Regions from separate parts of the Mus musculus genome. Here region 1 is linked to region 2. A link is a contact called in public promoter capture Hi-C data. All regions are on one chromosome and are shown on one strand. The core of a region is the stretch at or near the end of the contact, and the rest is flanking DNA. Distances in the headings are between cores, read along the strand shown. Region 1 holds the start of Pgghg (protein glucosylgalactosylhydroxylysine glucosidase). Region 2 holds the start of Mob2 (MOB kinase activator 2).

What was found. Capture Hi-C pulls out chosen DNA fragments and counts their contacts.
Region 1: a promoter capture Hi-C map of liver shows a contact between it and region 2, with 5 times the contacts expected there. The contact joins the promoter of Pgghg here to the promoter of Mob2 in region 2. A contact is called at or near these places in 1 of 39 promoter capture datasets (pre-B cells) and 1 of 9 other capture datasets (liver).

What each region holds. Positions count from the first base shown.
Region 1 is chr7:140,939,841-140,943,569 of GRCm38.p6, forward strand. It overlaps Pgghg (protein glucosylgalactosylhydroxylysine glucosidase), which reads left to right and starts at 1,551. Exons shown (of 14, transcript NM_145387.5): 1 at 1,551-1,803; 2 at 2,445-2,725; 3 at 3,146-3,356; 4 at 3,437-3,729. The coding sequence starts at 2,470.
Region 2 is chr7:142,058,695-142,062,679 of GRCm38.p6, forward strand. It overlaps Mob2 (MOB kinase activator 2), which reads right to left and starts at 2,340. Exons shown (of 5, transcript NM_028308.2): 1 at 2,291-2,340. The coding sequence starts at 2,307.

The DNA.
Region 1 (3,729 bases), core at 301-2,800, 1.1 Mb before region 2:
AAAGCTCATGGGGCCCCTCCCCTAGATGAAGAGCTACAATCAATTAACTATTGCAGAAGGAGGGAGAATTAGTCTTCCCCGGGGATGAGCCTCTTTTAGACCTGGGGAAGGAGGAGGGGTGGTAGGGATGGAAACAAACAATTCCTGAGTGTCTGATTAAAGCAAGCTGTATTTACAACTGGCCAGCTGGCTGTCTCTCCTAAAGTCAGGATTTCAGAGAGCAGCCCCTCACTGGCTTTTGAGGTTCCTTTTATGGAGAAAGGTTAGGGCTGATAGAAAACAGATGTCGCGATAATTGGCTGTTAGAAAGGAGGCAATAAAAATAAGTGCAAGAAAACATCACGTGGAAAGGGAGTCATCAAGGTATCTAGGAAGACATTTTCATAAGGCAAAAGGATAGTCGTATCACAGGTTCGGGAGTTTAGCAAGGCAAAGGGGTAGGCACACATGATGGAGTCACAAGTTCAGCACAGGTTGGAAAGCAAGGTTTGCAGGATGCATCAGGCTTAAGAAACAGAAACGGATTCTTGTAGGAGACTTAATAACAATGTGTAACAATGTGGCTCTTTAACATCAACCTGGCACCTGTTCTGGTTTACACCTCCTATTGGTGTTCCAGTACCAAGTGGTCAGCCCCATAAACATATACTCAAATGCAACCCCATAAACATATACTCAAATGCAACACTGAACAGACTCACAGGTGGTGTTTATCTATTTATTCCTTATATGTATATGTAACAACAATGGTTTAAAAAGAGTCCCAGGGGTTGGAGAGATGGCTCAGTGGTTAAGAGCACTGGCTGTTCTTCTGAAGGTCCTGAGTTCAAATCCCAGCAACCACATGGTGGCTTACAATCATCTGCAATAAGTTCTGATGCCCTCTTCTAACATGGAAGTGGACGTGCAGATAGAGCACTCATTTACATAAAAAGCACACATTTAAAAAAAAGAAGAAGAAAAGAAAAAAGAAACTCTTCCAAAAAAAGAGGTCCTGTGCCTGGCAGTGGTGGCGCACTCCTTTAATCCCAGCACTTGGGAGGTAGAGGCAGGTGAATTTCTGAGTTTGAGGACAGCCTGGTCTACAGAGTGAGTTCCAGGACAGCCAGGGCTACACAGAGAAACCCTGTCTGGAACCCCCCCCCCCAAAAAAAGAGGTCCTGTGAATGTGGGTGGGACATACATGGGAGGAGTAGGAGGAAATGGTGTAATTATATTTTAATTAAATCAAAATAAATAAATACTGCTCAGTGTAGTGTGCACGTCTTTAACCCTAACACTGAAGAGGCAGAAGTAGGTTGGAGCTCTGTGAGTTTGAGGACAGCTGGGTTTGCATACCAAGAGTCAGGCCAACCACTCAAAAATAGGATAAAACATAAAAATGAAATAATTTCCCTAAATAGGAAAGGTCCCGTGAGCTAAGGGGAAAGTCTGAAAAGCATTCGGCTGTGGAACTTTTACACAGCACCCACTTCTTTCAGGTTTGCATGAGGTAGGCTTTTCTTACAAGCATCCTGTTCCTTAAATAGCCAGGGTCCTTTCTAGTCACTAAACGTCACTGTAGAGTGGTATCTCAGGTCTGTCCCAGCCTTGCATACATCTTAGAGCCAAAGCTCAACTAACCCCTAGTCCTATTGCGTGGTCTCTTCCCCAAAACCATGACAGTTTCCCAGGTCCCGCCTAAACTCAGACCCGCCCACCTGCCACGCGGCAGGGCCGCTTCTTCTTCCTACCGCCAGGGGCAGCTCGCACCCACAGAGCCTTCTTACACCCGGATCCCCGCACTGAGTGGAGAGGGCAGCGGTGAGTTACAAAAACAGCCCACACTCTTCTCCAGCCCGCCCTCACCCTCTTTCACTGAGTACTCTGAACTCTTTTTCGTCCCTTTATTCCCTAGTCTCTCTTCCCGACAACTCGCGATCGATCCCCCTCTCCGCACCCCACCCCTACACGGGCTTCCTCTTTCCATTTCCTGGGCAAGTCCCGCTACTCCCCAGTTGCGGCCCCACCCCACCCCATCGTCGTCATCCACCCCATCCGGTCCCTCCTCCCCAATCCCAACGCCTCTCCTTGCTGTCCCTCTCCAAATCTCCGGGTTCCTCTTCCTCCACCGTCCGGCCTCACCCTCCCTGAGGATTTAGGGCCCGCGAAGAACTCCCTGATTCCTACCTCAGCAGTTCTTACTTAAGGAAGCTGGCTCAGGAGCTCACAAGAGGGAGGTCGGCGGTGGGTGCTGAGAGAACTTGTTTACAGATTCACTTGGGCTCCTGGCAGTCTTCTTAATTTAAGAATGTTCTTGGCGCCCGCAACCCTTACTTAGGGTAGCTACGCAGCTAGCCCCCGACTCCCCTCACCGCCTGTGGGGATTGGCCAAGTTTGAGGGTTTACTGTGAGTGTGCGTGTGGAGGAAAGTCCAGCTAGTCACTGTTAACTGTCTCCTCCAGGCCGTCTGGGCTGAGGCAGCTTTCCATGGACGGCTCTGAAGATGACCCGACCATATTCAGTGCCCGTTGTCTGCCCAGTGACCCCAGGCTCTGGGCCACTGTAACGAACTCATACCTAGGTACACGTGTGTATCATGACACCATCCATATAAACGGTGTGTACAATGGAGCTGTCGGGGACACTCACCGGGCCAGTCTGCCCAGCCCCCTCAATGTCCAGCTGGAGGCCCCTGCAGGGACAGAACAGCTGACAGAGACCTTTACCCTGGACACCAACACAGGTTAGCTGTCACCAACCCGTGCCAACCTATTGCTCCTCACTTGTCCATGAAGCTGGGAAAGGGGCCACAACCACCAATGTGTGCCTCAGGCCTGTAACCTTGGCACTGGTACTGGGAAGGTTGAGGCGGGAAGACGGAGAGTTGGAGCTCAGCCTCCAGTACACATCAAGATGCATCACAAAAATATGTAAACACATAGCCTTTAATTTAAGGAAGAAGAAGAAGAAAAAAAAAAACATGAAAAAGCCGCCTCCCAAAATGAGGCCTGTGTGGTTGCTCTTGCTTTCTTTTCATCTGGGTGGGCCCACTACACAGTGGGGAGAGGCAGCCTGAGGTCTGAAGGACCCCACTCCCAGCCCAGGAAGGTAATGGTGCTCTGTGGTACTGAGAGTGTGTCTGCCTTTCCCCAACCCTCCCTAGGTTCCTTCCTCCACACCCTGGAAGGCCCCAGCTTCCGGGCTTCCCAGCGGATCTATGCTCACCGTGTGTTACCCCATGTCCTGGTCTTCAGTGTGTCCATTGCACGCTTGACCACAGGGAACAAACCCATCACAGTGCCGTTACGGGCAGACTTCTCCCCCGAAAGCCCAGACCTGGACCTGCGTGTGGGGCCTGACTTCCAGGGACTCCGGTAAGAATCACACTGGGTAAATCTAGGTAGCCCAGAGAGCAGAGCGAGCCCTTTCTTAAGACTCAGCTATGCCCTTGCAGGTACCTGCATGGCCACGTACTTAACCCTGAGCAGCCTGGAGAGCCACAGCAGGAAGTGCATATGCTATGGATGCCTGTCCCCCCAGCCTTGACCCTTGGGGAAGAGGAGAAGGACAGGACCTGGGAGTTTCTGACTGTTGTGGGTAGCAGCCAGGCTGAAGCCCAGGACTGCTTTGCTGAGGCCCTACAGCTGCAGACCAGGGGTGTTCTGTATACAATCCATGCAGACTCCTGGGGCCGGCTCTGGGCAGGCTGTGGCCTGGATGTGGCTGGGCCCCTGGCCCTGCGCCAGG
Region 2 (3,985 bases), core at 1,090-3,589:
GGCTGGAGAGAGACTACTGGAGAGGGAAGAGGTTCAGTTAAGGTGGCCAGGCAGGAGGGAAAACTCACTATCATCAGTGGGAAGAGGAGAAAATATGTTCTTTTGACTCCAAGGGGCTTCTGGACTGTGCTTTCTGCTAGATAAAATTCAAACTACACTCAGACCTCCTGGTTAAATGCTTACCCCAGAAAAGATTCAAGTGTTGCCTAAAGTATCCCATAACATGTTGGGGTTCTCTCTTCCAAATCCTGAGCAGCTTCCCCTGGGTGTTACCCTGCACGTGGTTGTCCATAACAGAACAAACACCCACTACACAAAAATTGTAACCCTTTCTAATAAAGAATGAAGGGAGCCTGACTATATATACTGCTTAACAAGCTCAAAGCTTCTCCAAGCAGAGGAAACCTACAGGACAAGAGGTGGCTAAGAGCCACACCTACAACATTCTCCAGAAAAGTCCCAGCAGGTTTACCATCAAGTCCCAACGTGCCAAATTCTGCTCTGGTTATCCAAAGCATGCTTCCCTGCAGGGCCTCCCTTCCTCCTGAGCAGCTGGAACACAAAAGATAAGGCTGTGAGATGCTCAAAGTCCCAGCGTGATCCTCACCCAACTAAGAGAAAGATGTAGCTTTCCACTTAAACTTCTGTAGACCTCCCTGTTGGCTCTAACAATTTCTGTAAGAGACCTCTACTCTTGCACCCATACTTGGGTTCACCCAACATGAAGTAATTAACAAAACCTTTACTTTAACATAAGCAAGCAAACAAACAAACCTTGAAACATTCCAAACCCCTCATTGATATCGGATGGTCTGAATTAAGAAAAAGACCAAGACCAAGACACAATAAAAGATGATACATTTGTCCTATTCTTCCAGACAGAAAAACTACTTAAATGGTTAATTACAGAGAGAGTTTCAGCCCTGAGCAAACAGTGGGTACTCTGAAGCAAAAAATGGCTTCACTCCCGACTACTTTGTCAGCTCTCACCAGGGATCAGAAGACAAAGTGGAGTAGATGGGGGGGGGGGGGCGCGGGGGGATGTCCTCTGAAGGCTCACTCTGCAACTTCCATTCTTCCTACTTTTATAGTAATACTATGAAAGAGGGACAGAGGAGTTTAACGACTGGCTTCTGGTCAGCCTCCAAGCAAAAAGCACCTGGATGGGTATGAGCCTGGAAAAATTACACATACAGCAGTGGTCAGCTTCCTCAGTCACCAAGCTGACAGATCTAGTTCACTTGCAGTGAAACCATACCTTGGCCAAGTTATAGTCAAGTGCTGGCCCTCTCCACAAGTGCACAAAGGAAGAATGGTCTGGAATAGGCTGGTTTCAAATATGTGTCCTATGCTTAAAACCCCTGGGCTTCAGAGACCTTGTTAAAGGCCAGGACATAACATCTGCCAAGCTTACCATATGCAAAACATGTGCTGGCCCTTACCTCAGTTAACCCTTCAGTAAACCTGTACTGCAGATTTCACAGCTTCCATCTGACAGACGATCCATTACAAAAAAGTCTAGAGAGGACCACATAGCTAGGAAGCAGATAGGAACCAGTGACAGGGCTTCCTCTTGAAGAAATAAGATGAGCCTCCGCCTAGTCCCCCGTGTCACCCACACTTAACGTCCTGAGTGGCACTATGTGGCTCCCGGCCTCCCTTAGTCTCTTGATTATCCCTGGGGCTGCTCACTTAGTCCGCTGTCTCCCTAGGTTGCAGCACTGGGAGGTCAAACAGCCTCAGACGTCCTGACAGTGCCACCACTACACTTTCCTCCGCCTTCCCCGCTTCTATCTCCAGAGTCCCGCGCAGCCCTCGTACTGCCGAAGCCGAAGGCCGGCTCTCTCTGTGGTCCAGCAGGATTATACGGACCCCACAGCAGGGCCGCGGACACCGCCACAGGGTCGAGAACCGAGCCGCCGGGAGAGCGCGCGCGGCTAGGAGCGCCCGCCTCTCACTCTCCTCAAAAGTAAATTGGAAGAAAGTCACTTGGGCGGAAGAACTTTCGCAGGCCCCGCGAAGACCGACGACCGACAGTGCCAGGTGCCCGACTCGCGGCCCGTCGATTCGCGGCGAGGGACCGCGGCCTCTCGGGACAGCGCCTCGGGGACCGGGCCTCTCTCCCGCCGGCCGGCCGGCCGGCCGCCTGCCCGGCCTCCCAGCACCCCGCAGCGGCTGGCCGTCCTTCCGTGCCCCGGCCCCTCCTGGAACCCGCTGCCCGCCGCCCTACGCTCCCTACGTTCGCCGCCGCCCCGCGCAGCGCCGCGCTACGCCGTCCTCCGCCACTCACCCCATGAGCCAGTCCATGGCTGCGCGGAGCCCGCGCCTCGCTCGGCCTCAGCCCCGCCGGCGGCCGGAAGTAAACACTCGATGGCTCCCGCCCGCTGCCGGACGTGACGCGCGCACGGCTTGCTGGGACGCGTAGTCCCAGCGGCCCCTGCGGCGATGTCCCGAGTACCTGTTCTGGAGTGTCAGGACCTTTCCCCATCGCCAACCTCGGGGCTTCGAGACCCAGGAGCATCCTGTATCTGAAGACCATCCAGAGTTTCTGGATCACCAGAGTGAGAATAACTTCAGAGGGCCCCAGAAACCCAGACGCCCGGAACTCCAGAGTGCCTCGGACTCGCAAACTGCCTGTCATTGCGCAGTGCCCTGGATCCTGGAGTATCACACCCCCGGTGTCTCTAGAGTGACCCCGGTGTTGCACACCTCTAGTGTTAGGACACTATAGAGTGCCTTGACCCCAGGAGTGAACCTTACCACCAGCGTGCCTGAATCTGTGGAATGCACAGACCCGTGGGAGTCTGAAGTTCCTGGGACCTGAGTATCCCTGACCCCAGTATCCCAGACCTGGGAGTATCCAGACCCCCCAGGCTGGAACATCGGAGTTCCTCTGCTCTGCAGGATGTGTTCCTTTCCTCTGCAGTGCCTCACCCCTTGCTGCTTACATCCCTCCTGATGTCCATCTTCCCACTGTTATCATCTTTTGCCCACACCTAGTGCCTCTGCCAGAACTGTTCTGACCACACTTGCCTCTTCTGTGTCCCTTAGCTTTGCTGGCCGTTCATTTGCATCCCAGCTGCCCGCCCCAGTGGACATGATTGTCCCCTTCAATCCCCATCTGTTCCCTTCCTCTATGTGCTGTACCCTCTGGCTCCTGGGTGAGCCTCTATTATCCAGGATACTTCTCTCCAGCGAGTAAGTCTCTTCATGATCCAGGGTATCTCTCCTATTGTCCGCTCTTTCCAGAGCCTGACCAGTACTAGGAACTCATTGAATACTTTTTGAAAGGCTGACTCTCTATTCTCTACACTGGAGAGATGCTTGCAGGAGCACACAGTTGAGCAGAAGGATCACAACAACCTAACTCACTAGTGTCTTCAATAGAGTGTCATGAATATCAGGCACCAGACAGATAACACCTTCAGGCCAACTGCCTGCTGTAATACAGCTGTCATATACTTGAAATGGGATTCACCTTCCCCAAAGAACCATTCCAGGATGCTGGGAAATGTCCAGTCCATTCCTTCTTTATAGCATGAACAGTCAGGCACTGGGAGTGGGTGGGGTTGCAGTTTTATCAGCAAAAAATACCTGAGATGAAACTGAAATAATAATGAAAGATCTGGAGAGGGAAAAGTCCCAAGTCAAGACCATATCAGGAGGAGAAAAATCAGGCCTGTGTTCTCCTCTGTTTCTATTCCTATGGATGCCCAGTCATACTGGATGACTTCCCCACACCATAATCACTTTGCTTTAGCCAGACGTCAGCTGATTACCTTGCAGTGTGGCCTTGTCCACTGCTTCCGAGGAGCATCAGTCATTGGTGAGCTAGTCTGCTTTTGACTGCCACCATCTGCCATCAGCTGCTGCACTAGATTGGGTGTCATGAGTTGTGCTAGTCTCTTCCAGTTTCTAATGTGGGACAGTTGAACGAGCTGTTTAATGGCCTGTGCCTCTATCTCTTTTCTTATATGTATTTAAA